Linked DNA regions of Mus musculus: regions 1 and 3 are each linked to region 2. The links are chromatin contacts, called in public Hi-C and HiChIP or PLAC-seq maps. All regions are on one chromosome and are shown on one strand. Each heading gives the region's core, a stretch centred on a gene start, on an enhancer-like site or on the middle of the called end of the contact. The rest is flanking DNA. Distances are from core to core; before and after follow the strand shown. Region 1 has its middle 95 kb from the start of Dtwd1. Region 2 holds the start of Dtwd1 (DTW domain containing 1). Region 3 overlaps Fam227b (family with sequence similarity 227, member B).

Region 1 (4,731 bases), core at 43-2,542, 93 kb after region 2:
ATGCCCCTCAACAGAGGAATGGATACAGAAAATGTGGTACATCTACACAATGGAGTACTACTCAGCTATTAAAAAGAACGAATTTATGAAATTCCTAGCCAAATGGATGGACCTGGAGGGCATCATCCTGAGTGAGGTAACACATTCACAAAGGAACTCACACAATATGTACTCACTGATAAGTGGATATTAGCCCAAAACCTAGGATACCCAAGATATAAGATACAATTTCCTAAACACATGAAACTGAAGAAAAATGAAGACTGAAGTGTGGACACTATGCCCCTCCTTAGAAGTGGGAACAAAACACCCTTGGAAGGAGTTACAGAGACAAAGTTTGGAGCTAAGATGAAAGGATGGACCATGTAGAGACTGCCTTATCCAGGGATCCACCCCATAATCAGCATCCAAACGCTGACACCATTGCATACACTAGCAAGATTTTATCGAAAGGACCCAGATGTAGCTGTCTCTTGTGAGACTATGCCGGGGCCTAGCAAACACAGAAGTGGATGCCCACAGTCAGCTAATGGATGGATTACAGGTCTCCCAATGGAGGAGCTAGAGAAAGTACCCAAGGAGCTAAAGGGATCTGCAACCCTATAGGTGGATCAACATTATGAACTAACCAGTACCCCAGAGCTCTTGACTCTAGCTGCATATGTATCAAAAGATGGCCTAGTCGGCCATCACTGGAAAGAGAGGCCCATTGGACACACAAACTTTATATGCCCCAGAACAGGGGAACGCCAGGGCCAAAAAGGGGGAGTGGGCGGGTAGGGGAGTGGGGGTGGGTGGGTATGGGGGACTTTTGGTATAGCATTGGAAATGTAAATGAGCTAAATCCCTAATAAAAAATGGAAAGAAAAAAATAATAAAATAAAGTCCTGGGGTGTTGCGGTGAAAAAATAAAATAAAATAAAATTCCAAGCCATCAAAAAAAAAAAAAAAAGAATGTATATATATATATATATATGTATTCCTTGTGAACCCTTTGTCAAATAATTATATACATCTGTTTCTTTGGGGTTGGCTTCTGGGAATTTAATGTGTTTCTCTTTGGGCCAAGTTACCATGTCTGTTTCTGTTTGTAAAAACTATCTTTTCTTAGATTCTGTATATCTGATAAAATAGTTACTCAAGACTTTGCCTACTGGTTTCCTGCAGGATATGACTCTTATCCATGAGACTGGCTAAGAGGTTATTTTCCCAAAGCTTGTATTTAGGAGCATGCAAAAGTCTCAGTTGTCAAGCTGATTTTTCAAGTTGATCAGTTTCTTTTTCAGGAATTCACAATCTCTTGCTCCCCCTTGTGTCTCCCGAGGTTTTGCAAGGATTTTCATCATGGATTAACAAACTGTCTTGCTCTCCCTTGTTCTCAGTGATAACCATGCTTCTGATTTAAGTCAGTTTACTATCACTGCCTAATGTCAGGTGAGAGAGATACAAGCCCTTTGTGTGAGCCTCCAAAAAGTCGGAATGACAGGCCTACACTCTGACCCTTTCCCTCCCTCCTGATGGAGAAGCGTTGGGTTATACATGTCACCACCATGCTGAACCATGTATCACCCCTACTATGTTTTTATTCTATGAACCCCCGTACATACATGTGTCTGTTCTTCAGCACTTGAGTGATGCACAACTAAATCAGTCTCCCAGAAGTCCTCTGAGAAAGTCAAAACGTTGACCTGATTTTGCTAAGACATTGCTTTCCAATGCTGATCTGTGCTGGTTTAGGTGGTGCATAAACCACTTAAACCATTTCAGTGTAGCTGTTCTCATACCCATGTTTGCTCGGGGTACTACAAATCTTCGGATTCTAGAATTCCCATAAAAGCACCTTCACTCATGTATCATTAAGTCAGCATTCCAAGGAGACCAAGAAGTAACTAACCATTACAAGTCTGTCATCTTACTGACATCACACACACACACACACACACACACACACACACACACATCAAGCCAATATTTGAATGCCTAAAGACTCCAAACTCCAAGTAGGTATCCTACTAATGAACATGAAAGAAACAGATTGTTGGAACCCATAAGTTCTTGTTTCTAGACATGTTCAAGAAGAGGGGCAAAGGCAGAAGAAATAGCCACCAAACTTCAACACTGAACAGTAGGCAATGAATGGGAAGTCTACAGCTTACCAACCAACCAACAAACAAACAAACAAAAACCAACAAAACAAAAACCTCAGGGAGGATCCAGCCTCGGACTGCTACGGAAAGTCAGCATCCTTGTCCATCCTGATGGCACATGTTCATCTTGATGGCATGTGTCCTGACAAATAAAGTGGGATTGTGGCTTACAGCCCAGAAACATTTGATCTCTCTCAGTGTGTTCACAGACTAAATGTTGGACATAAGTGTGGCCATGAGGAAGAATTGCTGGTACTTTCACAGTCAGCTCAGGATTCTTTCAATAGTCCTATTTCATAAGCTTTCATGCCTCTTCTAGTAATGAATTGTCTTGTTTTCCAGTCGTAGACACCTTACCAATTGTCCTAGTTAGCTTTCAACTTGACACAGCTTAGTGTCATTTGAGAGTAAAGCCTCAACTAAGATCAAATTTAGGCTTGTGATGAACTGTTTTGATTATTAGCTGATGAATCAAGGCCCATCCCACTTTAGGCAGCATTATCCCTTGGCTGGTGGTCCTGGGCTGTGTAAGAAAATGAACCAATAAACAGCATCCTTCCATGGCTTCTACTTCCAGGTTCCTGCCTTGATTTCACTCAACGATGGACTGTGACCCAGAAGTGTGAGTCAAACCAACCCTTTCCTCGCCATGTTCCCTTTAGTCACAATGTTTCATTTCAGCATCAGAGTGAAGCTAGAGCACTCAGGGGAATATCTGAGCCATGATGTAGGTGGAACAGCATGTCAAGAAAGAGATCGGTATCGTAGTGGTAGGGCTATCCTTAAGTGACTGTTGGCCTCATCTCCTAAAGACTCACTTGCAGAACAGAAATGATGAGAGCATCCTTTTGTATCTGAAAGACTGCAAGGACTCTTGTCAAGCCTGTGCACAGGATGCCAAGGTGAGCCTGTCTTCCCCACATAAAGGTCTCTCTCTGAGCATGAGAAGAGTGAATGCAGAGGGATTTCCAGATGATATTGTGCAATTTTTTTTGCTTTGCTGATTTTTCTCCCCATCTCAGCTTAGTCAAAAATTTAGAGCATTGATTTCATTTCCCAGAAAATGCATGCTTCTTTCCCCAAACACTTGTCCCTTGGCAGGAGAGAGAACTGACGCAGACACAAAACCTGAAGCAAATTGTGTTTTGTTTTGCTTCTCCCTTTATCCACACCCAACACTCATTCCTTCATTTAAGTTAGGGAACTTAGGAAGAGGGAACGTAGGAGTTTCATATTTTCAGTTTTTGGTTTACTCTCTTCTTTCTGTGTACAGTTTACCTCTGCATCCTCAGTGCCAGATCCGTGAACGAAGAGTACATTTTCTGACACCAGCTCACCAGCTCTCTTCACTTGGGGTGTTCTATGCTCTCACTTTGGACAACACTATTCTAATGATTCCCATTCATGGTGCATAATTACCATTATCATGCAGACCCCGTCCTTCAGTGGGGTCTGGAACAGAGGTGAAATCCAAAGGCCTCATTAAGACTCTGTGCCCACAACGTAAGGAGGACACCAGACTGAGTGCTCTCTAAGGCCAGAGGAGTCCGAGTCCCAGAAACGTATACAATAGCACTCAGGTCCCATAGATTCATCCTAACTAGTATTTCATCTTAACAGCCACAGCTCCTAATGGTGACTGCTCATCAGCCAACAACGAACAGAAATGGAAGAAAACTTAATTCAAAAGTAGTTTTACTCTTAATTTTAAAAAAAGTATTTATGGAGTTACTAGAGAGGTGGCTCTCAGCCTTCCTATTGTTGTGATCCTTTAATATAGTTCTTCACGTTGTGATGAACCCCCCCCCCCACCATGAAATTATTTCCATTGCTACTTTATAACTGCAATTTTTCAACTGTTCTGAATCCTGCTGTAAACATCTGTGTTTTCCGAAGGTCTTAGGCAAGCCTGTCAATGAGTGGTTTGTCTCCCTGAGGGGTCGTGACCCACAGGTTGAGAACCACCGTATTAGTTTTTCAAGTGCCTAGAGTCTGGTTCGAGGTCAGTCCCCTAGAGTGAAGTTCCCCTTGCACTGGCTCACTTTTCCCCAAACCCATTCCTCACCCATCTTCCATCTCCCTTCATATTGCAAAAGGCTAACCCCTGGCTCCAGTCACCAGCAGTTTTCTTTTCTATTAAACATGGTTCTCATTTCCTTGTTTTTATAAACTGGTAACCATCCAAGTTTCCTCTAGGGTCACATTGGGCAATGCAAAAACAAGCCATTTAGAGCATTGCTTCTGGGGTTGTGGACCATTCTTGAACACCGAATGGGCGGAGTCAGGAGTTGGCAATAAGCTTCAAGCCATACTTGGCATGCTGAGTGAAAAGATGCCCTTATAGAAGATAGAAGGTTGTCTGATTGGCTATGTTTGTATCTAGAAGATTGTGTGTGATCTGCAATCCTAGCTGCTGTCAATATTGTCATATTCCACTCAATGACAATAAGAAATAAGAAAGTCTCTATGTGTCGAGAAATGACAAGTGAGAACGAAATGGGGTTGAGAGTCCTCAGAGCGACAGAGTGTGTGACACTTCTGTCTCTGTGACCTGGAAGAGTCCCTTGGCTTCATTAAGCCCAAC
Region 2 (4,808 bases), core at 448-2,947:
ATAAGTCAAGATGTGAAACGACATATCCTATGCAACACCCTGTCCAGTTGGAAATTCTTCCCTAGACTCCAACCACTCATCAGGATTTGGCTTCATGGACTCCCCCAGCCTCTTTTGAGGTTCCTAAAATTTGTCATAATGTTTCCTGTACTACCCATACTTAACATGTAAGCACTTCCAGGGCAAGGTGTAAAGATGACAATAACAAAGCCAAAAATTGAAAGGGCTAACAATTAAAAGTCAAATATCCCATTTTCTGATGTTCAGGCCCTCACTGTTTGATGCCTAACTGTGATGTTGTGCACAAATAACTAAAGCTTAATTCCTAAGGCAGGTAGACATGTCAATGTGGGTCTCAAAGTAGACTCTCAACTGTTTTAGCATTCAACATATATGAATACCATTCTGGTGGCTCTCACATTGCGTCTCAAAAGGTTAGTAACTTCTTTTTCTGTTTTGATAAGTGAAGGTATAGTGGACTGGCTGACATTTAGAATGACTTTTGTTCTGCATGCCTCTCTTTATTAAAACATTTTTGCTTAAAGTCTAAATTCAAATATCCATGGTCTAATTTCTACCTCACTCTCACTAGTTCTGAAATTCCTTTTCTGTATCCAAATCAGGAATACCAGTTTGGCTCGAGTTGAGGTCTCCAAAACATTAAGGGACCTATTCAGTCTGCTAAGAGTGACAGAAGGGATTCTCCTCTCCTCCTCTCCTCTCCCCTCCCCTCCCCTCCCCTCTCCTCTCCTCTCCCCTCCCCTCTCCTCCTCTCTCTTCCCTTCCCTTCCCCTTCTTCCTTCCCCTTCCCTTCCCTTCTCTTCTCTTCCTCTCCTCTTCTCTCTCTCTCTCTCCTCCTCCTCCTCCTCCTCCTCCTCCTCCTTCTTCTTCTTCTTCCTCTCTGTGTCTCTCTGTCTGTCTGTCTCTGTCTCTCCTATTCAAGTAGAAGCTACCACTCATGACCAGGCTGGAAATGGGCCTTTCTCCTACTTACAGGTGTGATCCTGGGAATTCATGTTAACCATTGTCTATTTTTCTGTTAAAACTTTTATATAAATTCTGGTGTGGTAAATATCAGTGTCCTGGCTTGTCATTCGTGATTACACACAAGGCTGTTCTTTTTCTCCCATTGGTTAATTTCATAATTCTCCACTCATTAAACAAATTGCTTGATATATGACAGTTTTGTTTCTAATTTAACAACTATTGTTTAGGTTTCTTTGAGGTGGAGCATAGAAAAATAATTTAATCACTTATCCACATATATTAGACTTTAAAAAAAAATAAAAGAAAAATACAGTAGGTGTCAACTCTGCGTGTTGTAAGCAAAGCACAAAATGCATAAACGGTTTTCCTAAGAAGTCTATCAAGCTTGAACTACCAACCACCTAAAGCTACAAGTCTGAGATCTCGTAAATATAGTATTTGGGGAGGTAAAGCGGTGTTACTAGCTCCTCACTAACTCACAGAAACTACTTTCGAAAAGGCTGTTCCGGAACACGTCCCCAGTTGCGCTGGGGGCCCACAACGGGCGGCACAGCAGGAAGCTGACGGTTCCTTTGGAACAGGTCACCCGGGAAGCGAAGGCGGGACTTCCGAACCAGTTCCTCCTGCTCGCCCACGGGATTCTCCCTCTGAGCATGCGCCGTGGTCAGCTTCCCCGTGGCCCTGGCAACCGCCAGGCCCCGCCCTCCGGTGTTCTGCGGAAAGCGCTCCGGGGGGGAGCGCGTGGAGCGGAGGCGGTACGGACCGAGAGTTGAGCGTGGTGCAGGTCGGCATCCCCTCGGGTCGGGTGGCTCGGGCCGGACGCCGGCCAGGCCCAGCGGAGGTCTCACTGCGGGCTAGTGCTGCGTGTGGCGTGCCCGTGGGGGCAAGACTTGAGTGGTCTGGGGCCTAAATGAAGCCTTATTAGGCTTCCCGAGTCGGCGTTGCTCACTCCTGGCAAGGCCAGCTCCCTGTGAGCACCGATCTGTAATTCAGGCTTTGGCGTGGTTTCGGCATGGTCGCGGGAAAAGGAAACCAGATGTGTGCTGTTACCGTCAGCCGATAAGCAGACGCGTTTCTTGTGTGTCTATTTCTTGGGAATGTGAGACAAGTATAGTAACACTTTGCGTTGCTAGTTCCACGAGGTTGGGTAAGGATGAAGAGCCCAAGATTGCAGCATTTCAGGGCTGTTTATGATTGAACTCCAAATGCAAAAATTTCCAAGACATTTCGCCTGTCATATAATGTGTTCTGTGGGAAGGGAGTCAAGTTCTGTGTTTAAAAAATGGCGGTGGTATCTTGGATGTTTAAAAAAAAGGGGGGGGGGGGCGAGAGGGATATTGTACCTCATCAAATTATACGATCAGTTCTTAGTACTTCACAAGCAAATATTGAAAACAGTCTTATCTGGTCCTGAATTTGTCCACAATTCAAAATAGGAGAAATTTAAAGAATATTCCCTTGGGAGGCAAATCAGCTTAGTGTGTTGGAAAAAGTAGCCTTGTTCCGCCGATCTGTGTAGTGCCCCAAAGTTGAGTAGAAAGATAAGTCCTGGATGCCTTCTACAGAGTGGTTTCAATTTAGTTGATAAGTATTTGAATCTATCTAAAAAAAATCAAGAATAGGTAAATCGGAAAGAGTTGTACTTTTGCCTCATTGAAAAGTGCCTCCAAATGAATATGTTTGTCCATATCAAATATGTGGACCCAGGGATAAGTAGTCAGAAGTGTAAAAGATTGTCTTTGTGTGAGTTTATAACTGAGTTAGAATCTGACTTTGAGCCTAAAAATAGATGTTATGTGCAAAGCAGACAGGATGAAACTGCATAAGTATCATTATTTTTAGAGAAATTGAGTGGAAAAAAAAGTTTTTCAGCCCAATTTGCAGAGTAGACCATCAGGATGCTAGTTATTTGCCCTAGGAACCGCCCTTGTTTTCTAATTCTTTACAACTCTCCCCCACCCAACTCCAGCTGCATCGCCCTGCACGTATTTGATGTTAAGTATAGGTATACTTACATGCATCTATGTCCTTGTTGTCATTGATTGTTATTATATACTACTGGAGACAATGTCAGAATCCACAGGCTGACAATTCAGTCACAAAATTGTCCCAGCCTCTTCCAAGTCACACACTGAACCATCAGAATTCCCTTCCAACTAGCTACAAGCTGAGAGTCCTTCATCCCCTCTTCAAATGCATTTGATTTGCTTGTGTGGCCCACAGATCTCAGGGGACACTATGCTTGCATTTGATGGTTATTATAAAGGCGATTTTAACAGATTTAAACATACAGGCAGGTGGAGTAGGTAAGGGACTAGAGCACAGGTGCTTCCTCCCTGTGCAGCCGAGGTGGGCTTCCTTACAGTGAGCGGATGCCCTTGCATCATCAACTGTCCAGAAGCTACCGGAAGTCCTGATGGGGTTTTAGAGAGGGTTTTATAGGCTTACTTGCTAACCGAGTGAAAGGAAATCCTCAGGGCCTGTCAGGTTCTTTGGCTTTCCTCCCTCCAAGGGAGGAAATAAGGCAGAATCCGGTATTCATCTACTGTTATACTGGGACAATTTAAGTTGAACTTTCTATTACCCCTCCTCAGAAAGGAGTTTTAAGTCAGAAATCCAGGGAAAAAAGAAAAGTGTGTGTGTGTGTGTGTGTGTATTCACAATACCCAACTGATTTTACTCATACCATTATAGACTTTTATGTTTTATTTAGATTTATCATGAGTGTTGGTGTCATAGGATGCCAATTCAATTTATATAGTTGAACGTATTTCTGTACAATAGTAACAGAAAGTCTTGTATTATTAATATTTTAAATCAAAATTACTATATTTGGGACAAAATGGGTACTATCAGAATGGATTGTCAATGTCTAAATTTTATATGTGAAATCATTTTAATATAGACATTTCCATTTTTTAATGAAAGAGTAACTGAAATTGCTTTTTTGAGTTGGTTTTTAATTTTGTATTTTCAAGCATATCAATTTAGTGGGTTTTGAACTTATTAATATCTGTTGATAAGTACTAAAGCTAACTGTAACATACTGGGCAATTTTATTTGTAATGACAGTACAATGTTGACATTTCATTCCTTCTCATTTTAATTTTTGCAGTGTACCTATGATACATGCTTTAGAAACAGAATATTTTGGTTCAAAGGGAAAATGGCTCTCAGTCCATCTGTAGTTCCTCAAGAAAGTAAAGAAGATAATGCAAACTGTGTAGAAACAAAACCGTCACAAACCACTTCCATTGCTTCAGAAGACCCCCTTCAAAACTTATGCTTAGCGTCTCAGGAAGTGCTGCGTAAGGCTCAACAAAGTGGGAGGTCCCGGTGTCGCCAATGTGGTGGCTCAAGGATGTTCTACTGCTACACATGCTGTGTCCCAGTGGGAAACGTGCCCACCGAGCAGATCCCATGTGTGCAGGTAAGAGGCTCGTGGGAAAGAAGAAAAATGCACTTAAAAAGAGACCATCTGTGTGTGTGTGTGTGTGTGTGTGTGTGTGTGTGTGTGTGTGTGTGTGCACATATATACACCGCTCCAGCACCTTGCCTGCCTGCTGTTATGCTCTCTGTTATGATCACAGACTCCAATGCTCTGAAAAAAGAAATGTAGATCAGAAAGAAAAAGTTATATTTATAGAGCTACTGTTTTGATAGAAATTTAACAACAGGATTATTTCCCAAATCATTTGCTTTGCCTACCACTTGTTAGAAGTACGTAAGAAAGGATTTGAGCAACTGTATAGTTTTCTAAAGTATATTTACTTTATTTGCCTGCATATAAAATTTAATATGAGAAATAGAAAATCTAGACG
Region 3 (4,627 bases), core at 572-3,071, 87 kb before region 2:
TTCTTTCCCAATTTAAGACAACACACCTCATGCGTTTTAAGCTAATGCCCACTGGAGAGGCTCTGTAAAAGCAGGATGACTAAACCCCGCTGCTGACCACCGCCAAGCTCTTGTCTTTATAGAAATCACAGTGAACTTTATGTTCTCATAGTTTCTGACTTTCATACAAATAAAAATGTAATACACGAGAAAATAAAACATAAAACTCACTTTCTGATAAAGCTTCATAAAAGCAATGGGATTAGTTGCAGCTGTGGACAGTTTTCATGTTCCCAAAATCTTGGCTTTCTGAAATTATCCTTTAACAACTGAAAAACGTATGAGTTGCAGATAATGTCAAAGTACTTCCCCCTTGCACAAGCATTTTGTCTTTAATTTCTACTTAATTATTTTACCTTTTCTATTGTGTATGTGTATGTAAGTGTATATGTGTATAATGTGTATGAGTGTATCTGTATATGTATGTATATAAATGTATGTGTGAATATATGTGCCATGTGGAGAGTATGTATGTATGTGTGAGACTTTGTATGTATGTATGTATGTATGTATGTATGTAAGTATGTATATGTGTGTGTGTACGTGTGTGTATTGCAGTGTGTGTTGCATGGGTGCAAAAATCAGAACTTGTAGTAGACAGCTCCGTCCTCCCACCATGTTGGGCCAGCACACACAGCTCAGATTCTCATCCCTAGCAACCATCTTTACCTTCTGAGGCACTTCGCTGTCCCTATTTCTAGTTTTAAAAGTCTACTGCTACATAGTTAATATTCAGTCGTGTCTTTCTTTTTATCCTCTTCTTTCCTCCTCTTCCTTCCCCACTTTTTCTTCTTGGTGATGTGAATATAAAAATTGTAGGATATCTCTCCTGGAAAATTTCAAAGTGTATAAGTGGCTGAGACAGATATTTGAACATATTTGATCACTTCTTTAATTTTAATTTTTTAATGGTTCTTTTATTTATTTACATTTCAAATGTTATCCACCTTCTTGGTTTCCCCTCCACAAGCTCCTTCTCCCACTCCCTCCCCCTACTTCTATGAGGGTGCTCCCCTACCCACCCACCCACTCATGCCTCACTGCCCTAGTCTAAGCATGGACTGTCCCCACTAGGAACCCTTAGGTAGACAGCACAACCACCCTTTGCCTGCAGCAAACTTGAAGGCTATCTCAGCAGATCACTGTAATTATGGAGCCAGCAGGACTTTTCTGAAGCCCTCCTCCACGTGACACACTCCAGTAGTGCTGTGTGCTGTTACCACTGTTAACTAAGAGTGAGCGTGATAAATGAGCTTCCCTTGGTATGGTGATAAGTGTCCTTCCTTCCCTATCTGTAAAGAAAACTCTTTCATAAATCTCAGGGTCCTCTTCTAGGCCTTTGTGAATTTTACTCTTATGTAACCATATGGTCTGGGTGATAATTATAATTATTTTGGTATGGTACCATATGTTGTTATTACGTTTGAGAGAATGATCTCATGGAGTTTCAAGGGCTATGGCCAGGCATGAACTGTGCAGGGAAGACGTGGTACTAAGCTAGTAGGGCTTTCCTGACTCCTGGGAGCTAACAGTGTGCAGCCTTTCAAACTTCTTCCTCAGGTCTTCCTCATGCCATGCTGGGAGCTCAATATGGACCTAAAACTGGCCATGGCAGGACTATTTAAACGCTGGAAACTGATGAAATAGGGAAAGAACTACAAGTCAGAACCTCTTCTTTTCTTCTGGAGAGGCCATTGTTAAATTCTTACTGGCTTATCCACTGCAGTGTTATTTTTGGAGAGTGAACCTCAGGCCCAGGGAATGCTAAGCAAACATCCTACCCCTGGGGCCACATTCTCAGCCCCTCAATACAATTTCCCCAGCTGTCACTCTCCTCCCCAACACTGCATTCTCATCTGTCTTTACCAAGAAGAGACTTCGTGTTTGCTGGTGGCCTCCAGTGAAAAGAAAATACAGCCAGAGCATCATGTGTCATTGGTGAGGCTGGCCCTGGACTCTCACAAGTGGTATCTTTCCTCTGATCCTTGCTGAAGCCTTATGACCCTCAAACTCAGTGCCTCTAGATAGCAATGAATTGCACACTTAACACACACACACAGGTCCAGATATGTCAAGACACACAGGATAATGCTATGGAGGGTAAGGCTTGATTTAGTGGAATGTAATAATTGATTTCAGTCTTTGTTGTGTATATCTAGTGTCTAAATATGACCTCTGACCATGCAGAGTCTGGAATGCATGTACTGAAATCATCTCATAGTCTAAATCTGCAGTGCAGGGACTCTTTTGGTTTTCCTCCTTGTAGCCTGACATTTCCTCACAGTCTAAGCGATCAGTACTAAACATCTGAGGTGGGAGTACTAGCAAATTCCAAAAATGTCCAAGCAACAGCCAAGTCATAAAACAAATATTTTAACCCACACATTGTATTCATTAAAGTCTAACAAAATAGGACTCTTGATACCAGTCGTGTATATAATGATTCAACAACCTGAATCCCCCATCCCCTGGCGCTTTCACAACTTGTACAGTTTCTCTGTCTTGGCAGTATGATGCTTTGGCCTGAGTGGAGATATATTAGAAGCCAGAGTTGTGTGGTCTTTGTGTGGGATTCAAAAATCTAGGGTGAGGCTCCATTGTTTGTTATATGATGTTTTGCTTTCAGTTTTCCATTTTCTAAATATTGCCTATCCCAAAGAGTACTATGTGAAGGCCCAGCATAGACAGCCGACACACACGTGGACCACAGACATTCCTCTGGGCTCTTCATCCATTTCTTTCATTTAACATAGTCACCTTTCTTTTAGTCTACTTTTCCTGATTCCAATGTTCATCTTGATGGATTTCTTCAAGGTGTTCTTATCCTCAGAGGTTCCCATTGCCAGTTCTAGAGTTAAAGACCCATTTCCTCAGGGCTTGGTCAATCTCCTTTGCTACTCCAGGTAAATGCAGGTCTTCTATTCCAGAAGATAGCTTATTTCAAAGAAACTTGCAACTTACTTCTGTGCCTATACATATTACAGAACGGACTCATGTATAATGCCAGGCATTGGTAAACAGTGCCGGCAGCCTTTTATGCAGCTGACATCACAGCTATGAAGAATGTGACTTCCACTCTATGGCTTTCAAAGGAGGGGTGGGTAGGATATAGTGAGACAATGGCTTAAAGGGAGCTGAGCAAACAGGATGAGAGAACAGGAGAGAGAGAGAGAGAGAGAGAGAGAGAGAGAGAGAGAGAGAGAGAGAGAGAGAGTTGTGGTGGTTTGAATGAGGATGGCTCCATAGAATCCTTGAATACTTGGTCCCCAGTTGGTAGAATTGTTTAGAAGGATTAGGAAGTGTGACTTTGTTGGTGGAGGTTTGTCACTTGGAGCAAGCTTTGAAAATTTAAAAAGCCATACCAATTAACTTTCCATTCCCAATTAACTTTCTCTGCTCATCATTGTGTCTCAAAAGCTTTTAGCTACTGCTCCAGTGCCATGTTTGCCTGCCCATGCACTTAGTCCTCTGAAGCTGCAAACCCCAAGAAACATTTTCTTCTCTAAGTTGGCTTCACTATGGTGTCTTATCACAGCAATAAGAATGTAACTCAGACAGTAAGAAATATAGTGATAAATAACAGTAAAGACCCTTCAGAGAACTTATATGGAAACCAAGCTACTATTACAGAAGTTTCCATGTATATGTATGTATGTGTAACATATGTATATATTATGCTCACATAAAATAAGAGTAAGATGAAATTCTCCTATAACAGGGCAACAATGCCTGTATTAGACACCACAAGCTAATAAATCAAAGCCCCACTGTCAGACTTTTGGGGCGGTCAGCTGGGAGAGCTGCAGACTCCCAAATAGTCAGAATCTTGCCAGTGCTATTGGCTCTCCTCCAGAACTCAATGAAAAGAGACCCTACTGCTGAGGACACCATGTGCTTGAGTCACAGAATATGATACTGATCTGGAAGTCTTATCTCTACTGGCTACCTTTCGGTGCTTGAGTGTGTTATGAATGCCACTGGAGGAGAAAAGAAGTTTGTCTAGCTGAAACCCCTGCCACCCGCATGACCTCTGGTGCAAAGGTGACATGAACATCAGTGGAGTGACTAAACACTTTCTGATTGGATTTAAGACCTACTCCACAAGAGAAACCCATGCTTGGCACCATTGTCAGACCAAGAACCTGTGACAAGACAGGTTCTAGGCCCAAGGGGACAATCTACACCATTGTATCTGCTAAATGGACGTAGTATTAAATGGACCCCATGACTTCTAGTGATACTTGTAGAGTACTACATCTCTGAGGCCTCACCAGTGAAGCTTCTAGTTGCAGTAGATAGCAATTAACACAGGTCCACATCTGCTCAAGGTACAGAGAACAAAAGACCAACCATAAATCATGGAGTTTTCAACCATAAATGGGATGTTAGTATCATGCAGATTCTTCCCAAGACCTTGAAAGCATTGAGGAAGAGGGGGGAAGAGTGTAAAGCCATAGGTGGTAGATGAGTACAAGGAACCTGTTCTAGACACAACAGATAGCTGCACATTTGAAATTACAGCAGTTGTTACACATGCATAAGACTTGGGCAAACTCAGGCCAGATCCTACCCCAGCATGAAGAGGGGA

Evidence for each region. A called contact is a pair of places that touch in the nucleus more often than the background predicts. HiChIP or PLAC-seq counts read pairs in DNA pulled down with a chosen protein or histone mark.
Region 1: a contact with region 2 is called in an H3K27ac HiChIP or PLAC-seq map of the NIH/3T3 cell line, with 2.7 times the contacts expected there. The contact joins the enhancer-like site here to the promoter of Dtwd1 in region 2. A contact is called at or near these places in 5 of 39 promoter capture datasets (the 3T3-L1 cell line, 3T3-L1-derived adipocytes, fetal liver and 1 more), 2 of 484 Hi-C or Micro-C datasets (embryonic stem cells and uterus), 2 of 115 datasets of contacts at active chromatin or transcription factors (the NIH/3T3 cell line and fibro-adipogenic progenitors) and 2 of 9 other capture datasets (adipose tissue and liver).
Region 3: a contact with region 2 is called in a Hi-C map of myocytes, with 2.3 times the contacts expected there. The contact joins the enhancer-like site here to the promoter of Dtwd1 in region 2. A contact is called at or near these places in 2 of 39 promoter capture datasets (both in the 3T3-L1 cell line), 7 of 484 Hi-C or Micro-C datasets (MC3T3-E1-derived osteoblasts, beige adipocytes, bone marrow-derived macrophages and 3 more), 2 of 115 datasets of contacts at active chromatin or transcription factors (heart atrium and microglia) and 2 of 9 other capture datasets (adipose tissue and pancreatic islet).

What each region holds. Positions count from the first base shown.
Region 1 is chr2:126,244,344-126,249,074 of GRCm38.p6, forward strand. No RefSeq gene overlaps it. Among named protein-coding and RNA genes, the nearest start is that of Dtwd1, 95 kb to the left of the region's middle. Within about 2 kb of position 1,293, at least 6 of the 459 cell types and tissues checked have an H3K27ac peak or open chromatin away from gene starts, as enhancers often do. A contact at or near this core is called in the NIH/3T3 cell line, where this site is marked.
Region 2 is chr2:126,150,444-126,155,251 of GRCm38.p6, forward strand. It overlaps Dtwd1 (DTW domain containing 1), which reads left to right and starts at 1,698. Exons shown (of 5, transcript NM_026981.2): 1 at 1,698-1,771; 2 at 4,103-4,417. The coding sequence starts at 4,154. It overlaps Fam227b (family with sequence similarity 227, member B), which reads right to left and starts at 1,561. Exons shown (of 17, transcript NM_029455.3): 1 at 1,468-1,561.
Region 3 is chr2:126,063,205-126,067,831 of GRCm38.p6, forward strand. The region is part of intron 11 of Fam227b (family with sequence similarity 227, member B); the gene reads right to left. All of the region lies in intron 2 of Fgf7 (fibroblast growth factor 7), which reads left to right. Among named protein-coding and RNA genes, the nearest start is that of Fgf7, 31 kb to the left of the region's middle. Within about 2 kb of position 1,822, at least 26 of the 459 cell types and tissues checked have an H3K27ac peak or open chromatin away from gene starts, as enhancers often do. A contact at or near this core is called in beige adipocytes, heart atrium and myocytes, where this site is marked.